Regions from separate parts of the Mus musculus genome. Here region 2 is linked to region 1. Evidence: chromatin contacts called from public promoter capture Hi-C data. All regions are on one chromosome and are shown on one strand. Each heading gives the region's core, a stretch centred on a gene start, on an enhancer-like site or on the middle of the called end of the contact. The rest is flanking DNA. Distances are from core to core; before and after follow the strand shown.

Region 1 (3,127 bases), core at 20-2,519:
GCCACTGGGGTGGCTGGGAGGGTAAAGGTGCTGGTGCCAACCCCGATGGCCTGAGTTTCGTCCCCAGGACTCCTGCAAGTTGTCCTTTAACCACCACATGCCCACACATGTAAACAAACGCTCAAAGTAAATAAATACACAGAATAAAACACTTGGCTTTAAAGGCAGATGTGGCGGCAAGAGTCAAGATGGGAGGTTGAGACAGAGCTACCCAGAAGCTCAGAGAGCTTAACTACGCAGAAACTACAAAAAGCCTTGCCTCTCAGTGAGGTGGCTTATTAAAGCTGTCCCCTGACCTCCATACTCACACCATGCCACTCTGCACTCATACAGAGAGAGTAATTTTCAAAATCAGTTAAATATATTTTTGCATACTGTTATCTATTATATATAATATATGGAGTAAACACACACACATATATATCCCATGATTCTACTGGAGAAGATCACTGTTGTGTGTCTTCATGTCACAGACTGCTCTGTGATAACTGTTTGTGCTTATTAATGCATGAGGATCTATCCAGGTCACAGGGATATTTTCAGTTCATTTTGATGACTGCCCGTTGTGCTCTGGGGGATGTCTCTTGGACCAGTTTGTTTCTGGTGCCATGAATAACGCTGCTAGGAATATCCTCCATCCATCAGGAGTGTTTCTCATCGCCTGCTCAGTTACAGGCTCCTGTGTATTCAGTCCTTCAAAATCACACACCTTTGGAGACACATCTCTGGGCATAACTGGTATCAGGTTCTTGCCATTGGTGACCAGATGGGCATGGCTTGGGCAGAGGGCAACCCTCTGCTCTCCCTAAGGACAGTACCTGCTCCAGATTGGCCTGCCAGAGGTCACTCCTGGGAGCAAAACAGTGCCCAGAGGAAACAGAGAGAGCCTGGCTAGTTCCTCTCTCTGCTTCCTCTGGGCATTGTGGGTCTGGTCTTAGGACCAAGTCAGTGGGCCAGGGTTTCACTAGGTGGTCATGTTTAACCAGCCCTCAGGTTGGGCTGCTGGGACTGAGTGTGGAAAATTCTATTTGAAATTGGACCATCCTAGATAATCCAGAGACTCTGAGGTACTCCTGGACGGACTCCGGACTGCCCTTGCCCAGCATGTTAGGAGGGAGAGAGGCACAGACTTCACTGAGAAAGCCAAGGGCGGCTGGGCCGGGCCCTGCCCCCTATCTGGCCTCCGCCCCTGCCCTTCCTACGCTCCGGGCGGGCGACCTGGTAGCTCCGGAGCCCAAACCTGTCGGGCCGGTTTGTAGAGCCACAGGGACGGAGGGAAGAAGGCTACAGAAGGATGCACGGCCTGCCCCGTGCTGGTCCGCACTGTCCGCTGCCTGAACCTGTGCCGCCCACCCGCCCGAACTCATGACGCGCTCACCCGGCCTCATGGTGCCCCTGCTGGGCCTGAGCCTGGGACTGGCCCTGAGCCTGCCCGAAGCTGTGACAGACGACTGCGGGTCCCTCGGGCGCGTGGAGCACCTGGCATTCGCTCGGGTGCCCAGGACACGAGAGCTGGCCCCTCTTGTTCGCGCGTCGGGGCCCCTGAACTCCCTCTATGGCACCGTGCGACGATTCCTCTCCGTGGTTCAACTTAACCCCTTCCCGGCAGGTGAGTGCCCGCCCCACCCCACCCCCCAGTGGACGTCTGCGGGCACTGGGTCCCCAACTAGCCTCTGTGCACATCCTGTCTACAGGCAGGGTGAGGTTTCTGGTACTACACAGCCTTTTTTTCTTCCACACGTTATTAGATTCGAGAAGCAGCTAGCCAGCCCTCTTGTTTGACCTTGGGCCAGCCCCTTTTCCCCTCTAGGTGCGCGTCCATTATGTTAAGTCTGGCACATTGTCCCAGCGCCATGGTGTCAGGGTTCAGGAGGGCCAGAAGAGGCAGGAGGAGGGCAAGGACTACCAGGCCAGCTGCAGGACCTACTAGAAGAGTACGGAAAGGTCTGCTTGAGGCCTTCTACCAGCTGCCTCTCCTGCAGCACGATGAGGCCTGGCAAGATGTCACGGCCACATGACACTGCCTTCTCTAAGAACCTCCCTTAGCTTGGCAGTGGGGAGAGGTTAGACACAGGGGCAAGGCAGTGGCTGTCCCCCAACCCTCAGCTTGCTTCCTTTCCTCAGAGTTGATAAAGACCCTGCTGAATGACCCATCTTCTGTGAAGACAGATGAGGTGAGGAGAGAGTTACAGGTGCTGGGGAGGGAGTTAAGGGTGAGCAGAAGGCATGCGCCTGCTCAGTTCTGCCCACCTTGAGGAGTGTTTGCCAGAGTGGGGTCTTAGGCATCCTTTCCCCTCAAGGCGGGGTGGGCAGTGATCCCCAGTGTCTTTAGACCTAAGTTGCCTCATCTGTGCAATGGTAAGGGTGCCATCACCTTGTGTGTTCCATGTGGGAGAGGAGGCATACAAGCATTCTCTCCACTTCTGACTTCCACTGGGACAGGGGCAAGGCAGGGTGAGCCCCCTCATGCCTTGCTGCCTTGCCCAGGTGGTTCGATATGAGGCAGGCTACGTGGTGTGTGCTGTGATTGCTGGCCTCTACCTCCTATTGGTGCCCATCACTGGGCTCTGCTTCTGTTGCTGTCGCTGCCGCCAGCGCTGTGGGGGCAGAGTGAAGACGGAGCACAAGGCCATGGCCTGTGAACGTGGTACCCTCATGATCTTCCTGCTGCTGACCACCCTCGTGCTTCTGTGAGAGGCTCCCTAGGTCAGGAGGGAGGGCTGGATGGTGGCACCCGGGCTCCTGGGCACACTGCAAACCCTTTTCTCCTTTGCCTCCCTCCCCACAGGATTGGTATGGTCTGTGCTTTTGCTACAAACCAACACACACATAGTCAGACGGGGCCCAGTGTGAAAGCTGTCCCTGAGACCCTGCTCAGCCTAAGAGGCCTGGTCTCTGATGTCCCTGAAGTGAGTACTATCCAAGCCCTCACCTGTGTCTGAGTACCCAGCCTTAAGCCTCAGAACCTGCAAAGCAGAGAGGGTGTCCCTTCCCACGTGCACTTGACTGCCCCCTGATGGAAAGTCCCTGAAATACCTAACTGTAAGACGGGGCTGCTGAAGGACAGGGAAGATGGCTAATGCCCCTGTGTTTGCTTAGGAGCTGCGGGCCATTGCTGAGCAGTTCT
Region 2 (3,584 bases), core at 961-3,460, 1.2 Mb before region 1:
TTTAATCCCAGCACTTGGGAGGCAGAGGCAGGCAAATTTCTGAATTCGAGGCCAGGCTGGTCTACAGAGTGAGTTCCAGGACAGCCAGGGCTGCACAGAGAAACCCTGTCTCGAAAAACCAAAAACCAAAAATTAAAAAAATCGACCATTTTAAAAGCCGGGTTTGTTCTCAGGGTTCACACATCTTAGTCACAGATGAAGTCACCAGACTGGCTTCATTTTTATGCACTTTCAAACTTCTCCTTCATCCTCTTTCCCTATCTGACCCTCCCTAGGGACACTGTGTGCCCCTTATACAGCTCGGTCGCCCCCTTTCCCTCCTCCCCCCACACCGTGGTCCAAATCAGGGGCCAAGCAGAGAGGAAAGACTGGGACTCCTGAAACACGTTCTCAGCAGCTCCAATTCAGGTAGAAAAAAATTGAGAAACTTTCATTCTTTCTCAGCGTGCATTTTAAGCCTTTCTACGGTTGTCTATGTCTGTCAGCTACAGAACTTCATCACACGTTTTCAAAACTTAGAAAATAAAGCATAGCAGGGCAGTGGTGGCACTCGCTCACCTTTAATCCCAGCACTTGGGAGGCAGAAGCAGGCGGATTTCTGAGTTCAAGGCCAGGCTGGTCTACAGAGTGAGTTCCAGGACAGCCAGGGCTACACGGAGAAGCCCTGTCTCGAAAACAAACAAACAAACAAACAAACAAAAACAAAAAGAAAATAAAGCATAGATTTAAAAATATCAAACAAAAGCTTTGGTTCCTATCACTCTTCCCATGCTTATGACAGTCACAGCCTCCAAAATGACGCGTGGCCTGCTAGGGCTAGTAGCAAAAGTATACCCGACTTTCAGCGGATTATTAAGAACAGTCCTGGCAGAAAGGCTGAGGAACTTTTGAGGGTTTAGTAATGGAGAATAGAGTGGTCTCAGTTCTTAGCTCGTTTTTTGGCTGTTGATGTTTGTTGCAAATTGTCACGTTGCCTCAAACTACAAATTGCTTATGTAATTTAATGTGCAAGGAAAGAATTGTTTAAAAAAGAAAAAGAAAAGAAAAGGAAAGAAAAGAAAAAAAAGCTCATTTGAGCAAATGAACTTTGAGAGGAAAAATGAGGTTTGTAGCTAAACCATAAACCAAACTTTCCTTAAAAGACAAACTTTAGTCTACCAGATTCAAGATCAAAGAGACAAAATTACACTCCGAATAGAAACAGATCTTTTAGGGCAGGAGCAATACCTGAAGGAACAATACCTGAAATGTGCTTGCTTATAGTAGTCTTCCAACCCCTCCTGCGTCTATTTCTTTTTGGAAAAACCTTGTTTTGTTTTCCCCCCAGCAGCTTCTTTACAAAGTGCCTCAGTGTCATCTGTTGGAGGAACCTGCCATACTTGTTTGCGCTAATCAATCCAGCATGTCAAATTGAACCGCTTGTGAGAGCACTTGTGGTCTGAGCACTTGTTTGTGCTACCCAAACAAAAAAGATTCCGCTCCACAGTAATAATAGTGAAAGGACCGTATCGTCCCCCTCGGCTTTTTGCAGGCTTCTTACACTCACAGACAGGCTGTCCCTACAAAGGAGGGCTAACACAATGTTCAGCAGAGCCCAGGGGAGAAGCCAGAACTAGTCTTTCCCTGGCGGGACACCTAGCCTCCAAGCAACGCCACGCGCTAACGGTGACATCCAACTTTTGCAGCTACTTATTGGTTCACGGCGTGGAATTACCTTGGAATCCTCGGTCTATGATTCGCAGAAACCCCGCCAAAGCTCGGCAAGGCTAGACAGTGTTGAGGGTAAAGTTCTTGGTGCATGCCACGCCAGACCTGAGTTGCATTTCTTAAAGGCTCAAACTTCGCTGCTCCCAGAGCGCCCAACCGGGCTTGAGGTCTTTCTCTGTGGTAATGGGAAGCTCTCGGTTCCCATCGGTTCTACTAAGACGTGCACCCCAAGACCCGGCTAGGGAGCCCCCATAACCCTCTACGGCTCGCTGGAATGAGTAGCAGCTCCCGGAGACCCTGCAACCTGCACTCACCTCCACTCCAGAGCGCGGGTAGCAGCAGCAGCCCCAGTAGCAGTGGGGCCAGAACCATCGCGGGGCCGCGGATCTGGCAGTTCTCTCCGGACAGATGCACGTATCCACCAACGTCCCAAACTCGCCAGTCGCCGAGGGCGCGTGCGAAGCGCCTCAGTCCCGGCCGCCCGGGCAGCAGGCGCCAGAGTGGCAGTGCGGAGTTGGGGATCGCAGGAGTCCTAAGTTAGAAGAGGCGGGCCCAGGGCTCAGGCCCGGGAGGGGCCAGCAGGTTGGAGTGGACAGGGGCGGGAAGGGGGAAGGGCAAAGAGAGCAAAGAAGGATGGAACTGGAGGAGGGGGCGGGAAGGGGAGGATCCAAGGACAAGCCCTAGGGAGGGTGGAGGGGCGGGGCAGAATGGAACTTGGGTCAACTCCAGCAGGTTAACCCCTGGCTTGAGTGTGTAGGAAATCTGGAAGGGAGGTGCTGGAGGAGATGGAACAGAGCTAAGGAGGGCCACCATCTTGAGCTAAAAGGACCGAGAGACGGAGAGGAAGGGGAGGGGGCTAAGAAAGAAAATAATCGGGAGGATGATCTCTGGCTACTTGGTTACATCAGAGGAATCTCACTCTGTATGGGTAGGTAGAAGGGATTGGAAAGGGTAGAGGCCGAATTTAGTGGAGAGCGACGGATGCAACTCCAAGACCTTTAAAGGTTAGTGGGTCCAGCTGCTTTGGAGGGGCAGCGATTCTGCAGTTCAGGCTCTACTGGCATAAGAGGTCCTAGCAGCTGCATTCCAGAGGCTGTGGCCGCCGTGGCAGCACACCCTGCTTGCCAGGTCCTCCCCCTGGCTACTGAAACGGAGTGCAAGAGCGGACCCTGGCGTCAAGATCTTGCAACCTCCACCCCAGAGGTTAGCTCGGGGAGAACTAAGCCGAATCCTGTAAGGAAAGAGTTTGAAACAGGGATGGAAGAAAGTGCTGTTACAGGAAAGGGTGGGAGGCCCAAACCACGGCATCAGATTGTGAATCTCAAAGAAACGGAAGGCGTATGAGGCTTTCTTAAAGGAAATAGAATGATTTGTTTTTCTTTGGAGATAAGATCACATTAGAGCCCAGAGTAAACCACCCTGATAAATTTAAAGTATTTATTACTGAAACTGAGGACAGACCCATACGCACTGTGATACAATAAGCTCCTTGCATCTCTAGCCCTGCAGGAGGACATCAAACCAGAAGCGCTGGATTAAACAGACCCTTGATTGGTGCTTGATGTGAAAGAGCCCAGTTTACTGTGGATGGTGCCATTCCCGGGTAGGTCATTCAGGGATGCATAAGAAAGCAAGCTGAGCAAGCCAGTAAGCAGTTCCTCTATGGTTTGTGCTTAAGTTCTGGCCTCCAGGTTCCTGCCTCGAATTCCTGTTCTGACTTTCCTTCATGATGCATTTCAACTGTAAGCTGAAATAAATTCCCAAGTAGCTTTTGGTCATCACAACAATAGAAATCTACGTAGGACAGACAGGGTCTTGCTATGCTACCTAGGCTGGACTTGAATTCCTGGTTGTGCAAATATTCCAGCCTTCTTAGT

What was found. Promoter capture Hi-C pulls out the DNA fragments that hold promoters and counts their contacts.
Region 2: a promoter capture Hi-C map of embryonic stem cells shows a contact between it and region 1, with 5 times the contacts expected there. The contact joins the promoter of Mertk here to the promoter of Prom2 in region 1. A contact is called at or near these places in 2 of 39 promoter capture datasets (embryonic stem cells and hippocampal neurons).

The regions. Positions count from the first base shown.
Region 1 is chr2:127,539,559-127,542,685 of GRCm38.p6, reverse strand. It overlaps Prom2 (prominin 2), which reads left to right and starts at 1,269. Exons shown (of 24, transcript NM_138750.2): 1 at 1,269-1,609; 2 at 2,125-2,174; 3 at 2,488-2,690; 4 at 2,789-2,909; 5 at 3,100-3,127. The coding sequence starts at 1,366.
Region 2 is chr2:128,697,541-128,701,124 of GRCm38.p6, reverse strand. It overlaps Mertk (MER proto-oncogene tyrosine kinase), which reads right to left and starts at 2,210. Exons shown (of 19, transcript NM_008587.2): 1 at 2,022-2,210. The coding sequence starts at 2,079. Gm39931 (a long non-coding RNA gene) reads left to right here and starts at 2,623. Exons shown (of 5, transcript XR_001783466.2): 1 at 2,623-2,711; 2 at 3,209-3,310.